2 separate regions of the Sus scrofa genome follow, and region 1 is linked to region 2. The links are chromatin contacts, called in public HiChIP or PLAC-seq maps. All regions are on one chromosome and are shown on one strand. The core of a region is the stretch at or near the end of the contact, and the rest is flanking DNA. Distances in the headings are between cores, read along the strand shown.

Region 1 (4,135 bases), core at 456-2,955, 300 kb before region 2:
ACATCAAAAGGGAAGCAGAATTTGGGCACCATCTGCATAGCCTCCTGGGGGTGGAGAGAAGCACACACTGCTTGGCCACTCGGGTTGGGCCCCACCCCTGAGCCCCCATCCCCTCCGCCAGGTGGGCAGGCCCTGGGCAAGGGGGGGAAGCAAGGAACCAGCCTACGTACCCGGTCCCTGAAGTCTGGGGGGAACTGCCGCAGGATAGGGGGATCTGCGTGGAGAGCGGGCCCTAAGTTGAAGGTCCTGGACCCACCCCCCCATCTTCCCACCCCCACCAAGGCCCCCACTCACCCTCCTGCAGGGAGGCAGGGTAGGCCGCTTCGAAGAACCAATCAAACACAGCAGGGGGATCCCCTCTGTGGGACAGGAAAGTGTTTAGTGGGTCCAGGGACTCCCTTCTGTGTATATGGCTGTGTCTGTGCGGAGTCTACACATGTGTGCATGCCTGTGTGTGTGTGTGTGTGTGTGTGTGTGTGTGTGACTCTATTCTGTATCTGCCTGAAAGGATAAGACTGTCCAGGGCTGGAGTTCCCGTTTTGGCTCCGGGGTTACAAACCCAACAAGTATCCATGAGGATGCAGTTTTGATCTCTGGCCTCAGTGGGTTAAGGATCCAGCATTGCCATGAGCTGTGTATAGGTTGCAGATGGGGTGTGGATCCTGCATGCTGTGGCCGTGGGGCAGACCTGGCAGCTGCAGCTCTGATTTGACTCCTAGCCTGGGAACTTCTGTATGCTGCAAGCCCGGCCCTAAAAAAAAAAGGCAAAAAAAGAAAAATAGTGTCCAGGATATGTGTCAGGTAAGATTGATTGTAGGTGTGGCCAGAGTGAGGGTGAATATCACCTCCATTTTCTTGCAAGGCCATGCAGGTCACTGGGTCTATGTCTGAGCCCCTGCATGTGTGTCTTTGAGTATGAGACTTCCTGGGGTCCTGGATACCAACCCCAGATTTCTCATCAGAGGAGGGAAAGCAGTATGCCCTGGTCCTTTTGCAAACCATGCAGTCTCTGCCTTCCTCCCCTCCTCCCTCCCCCGTCCACCACGCAGGGGATGCTGGGACTTGGTCTTGGGGAGAAAGAGAGAAGAAGAGAATGGGGAGTGAGTGCAGACACACAGTCTCAAATATGGGGACCCCCATCCCTTCATCCTCACGCCGACACAGGACCCACACAGCAAATCACACACATGGATACACAGAGGACCCCCGCCCCCGTCCCTGCTGCTGAACCCCCGGAAGCCAGCCTCCCCATCACTCAGAAATTACACCAAGAGACACACGTTCAGAGTTACAAACTTAGTTGTATAGAGCCAAGAGGAGAGAGAGAGAGAGAGAAAGAGAGAGAGGGAGGGATTAGAAGGTCCCAAGTGGCCTGAGTGTGCCAGAGGGTAGAGTCCATACTGTATGCCCGCTGAGAGTCCTGCTCAGATTCCAGCCACCTGTCCCTGTGGCTCACGGTCCCTCCTGGACCTGCCCCAACCTTGCCTCCCTTGGCCCCAGCCCAGGCCTGGTCTGGGAATCTTGGTCCAGAGGATGGGAGAGGGGGTGGCTCTTACTCGGCTGTGGATCCCATGGTCCCTGCAGGGCTGGCCCAGCGGGGCCCTTTCCCCAGGGTCCTGGGGGCCTGTGTTTTCACAGGGCTGGGCCCTGAGCTGGCTCAGCTTCCTGTGTGGCTTAGAGAGGAAGTTTAATGGGTGACGTCCCCGGAGGCAGGTCCCCGCCCCCACCCACAACCAGAGACCTAGGCATCCTGCTTAGAGCCTTCCACTGGATAGGTGGGCAGCAGGTGGTGCAGGCTCATCGGCTAGACCCCCAGCTTCATGCTGCCAGGCTGGGCCACATCTGGACCCTGATATCACACCCAAGCCTTCCTCTCTGTGGCAGCCAAGTATTCCAGTTTGCCTAAAATGCTTCCTCTTCCCTCAACTTGCTTTCCTTTGGTCCATCTGCGCTGGCCATTCCCTGTATGACCACCAGAGGGAGCCAGGCTGGAGAGGGGACATAGTACCAGGCAGGTGGACAGACAACAGACAAAACATACACACAGACAGACAACAGACACAGGGCCAGGAAGTGACCAGCACAGACAAACAGATCAGCACAGCCACAGATGACAAACAGACACAGAGAGATATCAAGTCATGTGGGCAGAACATAGTCATGGACACAAACTGACAGCACAAGCATGGAGCAGTCCTTGTCCATCTAGATGACAGATGCAGAAAGACAACACACAGTAGCAGCGGGCAGACAGTTCCAGACAGAGACAACCAACAGCAGACACACATGCAGAGACCACAGCCGGCAATTCAAAGAGGACAACAGAGAAGGAGACCCAGACAAGAGACAGAAACGCAAAGCGCATAGACATAGAGCAGTAACAAGGGGACAGACACAGTTGGGCCCAGCCACAAGTCAAATTTATAGCCAGATCTAGTCACACACACAGAGAGACACACAGCCAGACACCCACTCAAGCAGAGCTGCAGACTCAGAAACAGGCAGACACCCAAGCAGACAGTCACGTTGAAAAACAAAGATACATAGACACACTTGCCGGCACAAAGGCAGGACACAAAATAGGTACTCGTGGTCATGCACACACACGAAATCACACAGACAAACTCAGAGAGTCAAAATGAAGCAGTTGGAATTCCCTGGCGGCTTGGTGGGTTAAGGATCTGGCATTATCACTGCTGTGGCTTGGGTCACTGCTGTGACAAGGGATCTATCCCTGGCTCTGGAACTTCCAAATGCCACAGGCACAGCCAAAAAAAAAAAAAAGAAAGAAAGAAAGCAGCTGAATAAAAAGAAGGAAAAATGTACCCGAGTCTGCAAGATTGCTCAGCCTCCTGCAAGATATTGAGAATGTCTATATGGATATGGGTGAGAATTTGCATGAATCCACATGTGACCCGGCATGGCCTGGGATATATGGGGGTGAATGCGGTGTGTCCGCGTGCCTGTGGAATTTGTGTCTAGTCTATTGGGCTGAGTGAGGATGTGGATGACTGGGGATTTTCATTCTGTGCATGTCCATATGACTCTGGGTGCAAGGGTATTTCCATGCTGAGGAAGTGCTTGGGGAAGGGGGGAGAGCATAAGCATATGAATGCACACACACACACACACACACACACACACACACATCCAAAGCCTCCGGCCAAGACATAGGTGAATGAGGATGAACACAGATTGGTGCCCTCTTTCTCTCCAAGGGGTGCTGGATTCCAGAAAGGGTTGGGGATCAGGGGTGCAGTGTACCCCAGGCATCCCTTTCCCCCTCTTACACTCTCGGACTTTGCTATAGAGTGCATTTTGGTGCCTCCCCCAAATTTACATGATAAATTTTAACCCCCAAGGGGATGGTATGTGGAGATGGGGGTCACTAGGGTGAAGCACACATAAATAGGATCAATGTCCTCATCAAAGCGATGCCAGAGAGATTCCTCACCCCTTCTTCCATGCAAAGACACACAGTAGGAAGACAGCCATCTGTGAACCAGGAAGCAACTTCTCACCAGACACCAAATCTCCCAGCGCCTTAGTCTTGGACTTCAGCCTCCAGGACTCTGGGAAATAAATGTCTGTTGCTGATAAGCCCCTAAGTCTGTGGGATTCTGGGAGCAGCCCAGACTAAGACAGGGATAACATTTGTAGAGCTAGCCCCAAATTCACTCTAATTCAATCCAATGGCAAATCCCTGGATTGGGGATAATAGAAGAATTCACGTTCCTGATGTGTGATCTCAAGGTGGGACACTCCTTCTTTCTGTACCTATGACACAAGTAAGTGCCTCAAAGATCCCGTGAGGGCTCGAGAGAATTCACGTGAAATATGAGGCCAGGCCTGAATCAATCTTTTGATATGTTCTGTCTATTATTATGGTAGATGGGTCAGGTGGGTGGTTAAGAGTTTTAGAGTCAGAGAGACTTGGGTTCAAGACTTTACCTAGTTCTTTTAGGCCTTAGGCAAGTCATTTGACCTCTCTGTATTAGTTTCTATTGCTGTGTAATCTATCATCCTAAGTTAGTGACTTAAAAGAACACACATATAGGAGTTCCCTGGTGGCTTTGTGGTTAAGAAACTGGTGTTGTCACTGCTGTGACTTGAGTTTGATGCCAGGCCCAGGAAT
Region 2 (3,649 bases), core at 1,134-3,633:
TCACAATACGATAACTAGCTTCCCCCAACTGAATGATCCTGGAAAGTAAGAGCGAGGGGGAAGCCACAATGACTTTCAGATGTTTCAGAGGCCACACGTCACATCTTCCTTTTCCTGTTCCTTGGAAGCAAGTCACTGAGTCCAGCTCATATTCAAGGAGAGAAAAACTGGGTTCCCCCTCTGGAAGGGAGAAATATCAAAGAATTTGAGTAATAGCCACATCTTGGAGTTTTCTCTATGTGCCAGGCTTGGTTCTAAGCGTGAGATATATACCCACTCCTCTGATGCTCATCTTAACTCCATGAAATAGATTCTCCTTTTATCAGCCCCATTTTACAGATGGGAATGTTGAGGCATAGAGACATTAAGAAGTTGCCCAGGACCGCATATGACTAGCAAGTGGTGGAGTCGGGATTTAAATCCCCTGCGATCTGGTGCTAGGGTCTGTGTTGATCCACCAGTGTGTCTCTTAAATGTAACACAGCTCTGTTTATCCTCCTTCTTGGAGGGCTTTGCTGTATTTTCGTGCTCGTTCTTAGCTGCAGCTTCACTGGATAGGGTCTCTTGATCCACAGATGGAGCTGTTGATGAATCTTCTTCGGTGACCATAATTCCAGGGTAGGTATTTTGCCTTGCCCAGAGCGAAAAAGGAGAATATGAAAACAAATGGGGCTCTTCTTCCCAAGACCTCAGGGCTGGGCTTTGCCCTTCTGTTTTATCTTGGAGCACAGGATTTGGGTGCCCTAGCCTGACATCTGCCAGCCACTGCATTTTGTCATCAACAGGGCTATGGTCTGGAGCGCATTCTATCTGCTTGGAGGCCAGGTCTTAAGTTAACACAAGCCTCAATCAGTGACCGACAGCATCTGGTGGATAAATACCCCAGCTCCCTCACCCGCCTCGTTTGGGATAAGTCTGAAGAGGGTGCTTTAGGCTGTCTCTTAGGTAGTTTGGGATTAACATATACACACAATTACATATAAACGAGAGAAACAACAAGGACCTACTACATAGCACAGATGTCCTCAACCTCTGTTTCAGTTTCAGTTTTTTACTGGGTAACTTACTGGATAACATTCATTGTGGGCTCTTTTCCTTCCTTCTCTCACTTCTCCCATCCTCAGCTGGAGCGTTTTTGGGGTCACCTCCCTGATGAACTGCTTTCACTAGACGCCTTGTCTCAGCCTCTGCATCTGGGAGACCCTAACTAAGATATTCCTAGGCCACCCTGTTTATGAGAAGTTGCATGTGTATGTGTGTCTTCGGTTGGGCTTGGGGAGGGGGGATGGAGTGGGAGTGTCACCGACAGTGATCAGATATTATGGGGAGCTGAAGGCAAACAAAATGGTGAAAGTTCTAGTCTTTGGGGTCAGAGGGTCCTGGATTCAAATCTCAAGTCCAGGTAGTCTTGGACAAGACACATCTTCTCTCCAAGCCTCAGTTTCCTTTTTTCTTTTTTGTTTCTAGCATCTTTATTTTTAACTTTTCTTTCTTTATTTTTTATTAGAGTGTAGTTGATTTACAGCGTTGTATCAATTTCTGCTGCACAGCATAGTGACCCAAACATACATGTATATACATTCTTTTTTTCATACTGTCTTCCGTCATGTTCTATTCCAAGAGACTGGACATATTTCCTTGTGCTGTGCAGCCAGGACCCCATTGCTTAGCTCATCCATTCTAAATGTAATAGTTGACAGGGAGCTTGGGGTTGGTAGTTGCAATTTCCATTCTATTGTATTTTTAAATGAGATAGGTAGGGGTAGGAATCCCTACTTGATGATGCTGACATGGCGATGAAATTAAATTTTCTTGGAAACATATTTAGCACAGTGCCTGGTACTTGAGGTTTATGGTGGTTATTGTACGGGGAAAACTGGGAAAGGACCCTTGAGTTTTGGTCTTGCTTCATTGGGGATAGATGGTGGAAGCTCATTTATTACTGGGTGCAATAAAATAAGATGATGAGAAATGGGAGATAGATGTTGGTGGGGAAAGAACAAAGTGGAAGGGGGAGATAAATGAGGAGTTTGGGATTAACATATACACACTACTGTATATAAAAGAGATAAACAACAAGGACCTACTATATAGCACAGTAAATTATACTCAGTATCTTATAATAACCTGTAATGGAAAGGCTGAAAAAGAATATATATGTGTATACATTGTAAATTAACTATGCTGCAATTAAAAAAAAAAAAAAAGAAAGAAAGAATCCAGCAGGAAGGAAAGAGAGAGAGAGAGAGGGAGATGGATCCACACACTGACCCACCAGCCAGACCAACCTCTCTACACTGTGGAGAAAGGAGAAAATTAGGGGTTTGCTACACTGTCCTTTCCGAGTGGTGGCAACTCAGCAAAAAGGGCTGTGATGCTCTGGTTGCATTGAGCAATGCTGGCTCTGCCCTTCCCCTCTCTCCACACCCTCTGTTATTAAAAACTCTGGGAACAGAGAAAAGATTCTCCTCTTCGAATGACAGAAACACAGCAAGATGTGGAGCTTCAGTTTCCTTCTCTTTTGGGGTGAGTATGAGGCTGACTAGGGAGTCCGGGGGAAGATTACACTGGATATAGGCTGCAGGGAAAAGGGAGGGCCTTGGGCTATCCAGCCAAGAGATCATAATTCTAGACTGGACACTGCAAACATCTTCATCAGGAAAGCTTTGATAAAAATCAGGGAATTCATCTGCCAAGAAAGAATTTCTTTATAGTCCTTCATTTGGCATGTATTTTCTGAGCACCCACCGTGTACCAGCTGCCGTTCTAGGCACTGAGGATAGAGCAGTGAACAGACAAAGTTCCTGCCCTGTGAGGCTGACTTACCAGCAGGAAGAGGTAGGCAGAAAGGAAGCCACTAACGGTAATAGCAACCACTCACTTAGCACTGTTCTAAGTTCCTCAAATAGAGAACATATTCAGTCTTCACTAAATTCCTCTGATATTGGGTCCTGAAACAGTCCCATTTTACAAAGGAGAAAAAAATGAGGTAAAAGAAATTGAATAACTTGCCCAAGACCACTTATGTAATAAGGGAGTAGAGCCAGGGTTTTAAAGCCAGCCTGGTTCCAGAGTCTGTATGTTTTATTCCTAAACTATGCTGCTCCGAAGAATATATAAAACGGGGCATTCCAGGGGTGATAAGAGCTATGAAAGAAGCTGTCGTATAGTGTGATCGGGGGTTATATAGAAGGAGGAAACCAGGGAAGGTATTTCTTTTCTTTCTTTCTTTCTTTCTTTTCTTTTTAGGGCTGCACCCACAGCTTATGGAAGTTCCCAGGCCAGAGGTTGAATCAGAGCAACAGCTGCTGGCCTACACCACAGCCACAGCAATGCAGGATCCAAGCTGCATCTGTGACCAACACTACAGCTCCCAGCAACGCTGGATCCTTAACCCACTGAGCGAGGCCAGGGATCAAACTCACGTCCTCATGTACACTAGTCAGATTCATTTCTGCTGCTCCAAGATGAGAACTCCTTTCCTGTTCTTTTATTTCTTTTTCTTCAGGTGTCAGTTTTTCTTGGTCTTGCTTTTTTCATGTCATTGTTCCCTTCATGGGTCTTGTGAGTTTTCATCATTGGTTCAAATCTAAGAATAGGAGACCTTTTCTAAGCAACAAGTGTGGGTTTCCTCAGCTGTTGTACAGTG

The links. HiChIP or PLAC-seq counts read pairs in DNA pulled down with a chosen protein or histone mark.
Region 1: a contact with region 2 is called in an H3K27ac HiChIP or PLAC-seq map of alveolar macrophages. The contact joins the promoter of DENND1C here to the promoter of ADGRE1 in region 2. A contact is called at or near these places in 1 of 5 promoter capture datasets (fetal liver) and 1 of 2 datasets of contacts at active chromatin or transcription factors (alveolar macrophages).

The regions. Positions count from the first base shown.
Region 1 is chr2:72,608,113-72,612,247 of Sscrofa11.1, reverse strand. DENND1C (DENN domain-containing protein 1C) reads right to left here and starts at 1,705. Exons shown (of 23, transcript XM_003480816.4): 1 at 1,557-1,705; 2 at 295-359; 3 at 171-214; 4 at 1-44. The coding sequence starts at 1,573.
Region 2 is chr2:72,304,659-72,308,307 of Sscrofa11.1, reverse strand. ADGRE1 (adhesion G protein-coupled receptor E1) reads left to right here and starts at 2,383. Exons shown (of 42, transcript XM_021083974.1): 1 at 2,383-2,526. The coding sequence starts at 2,496.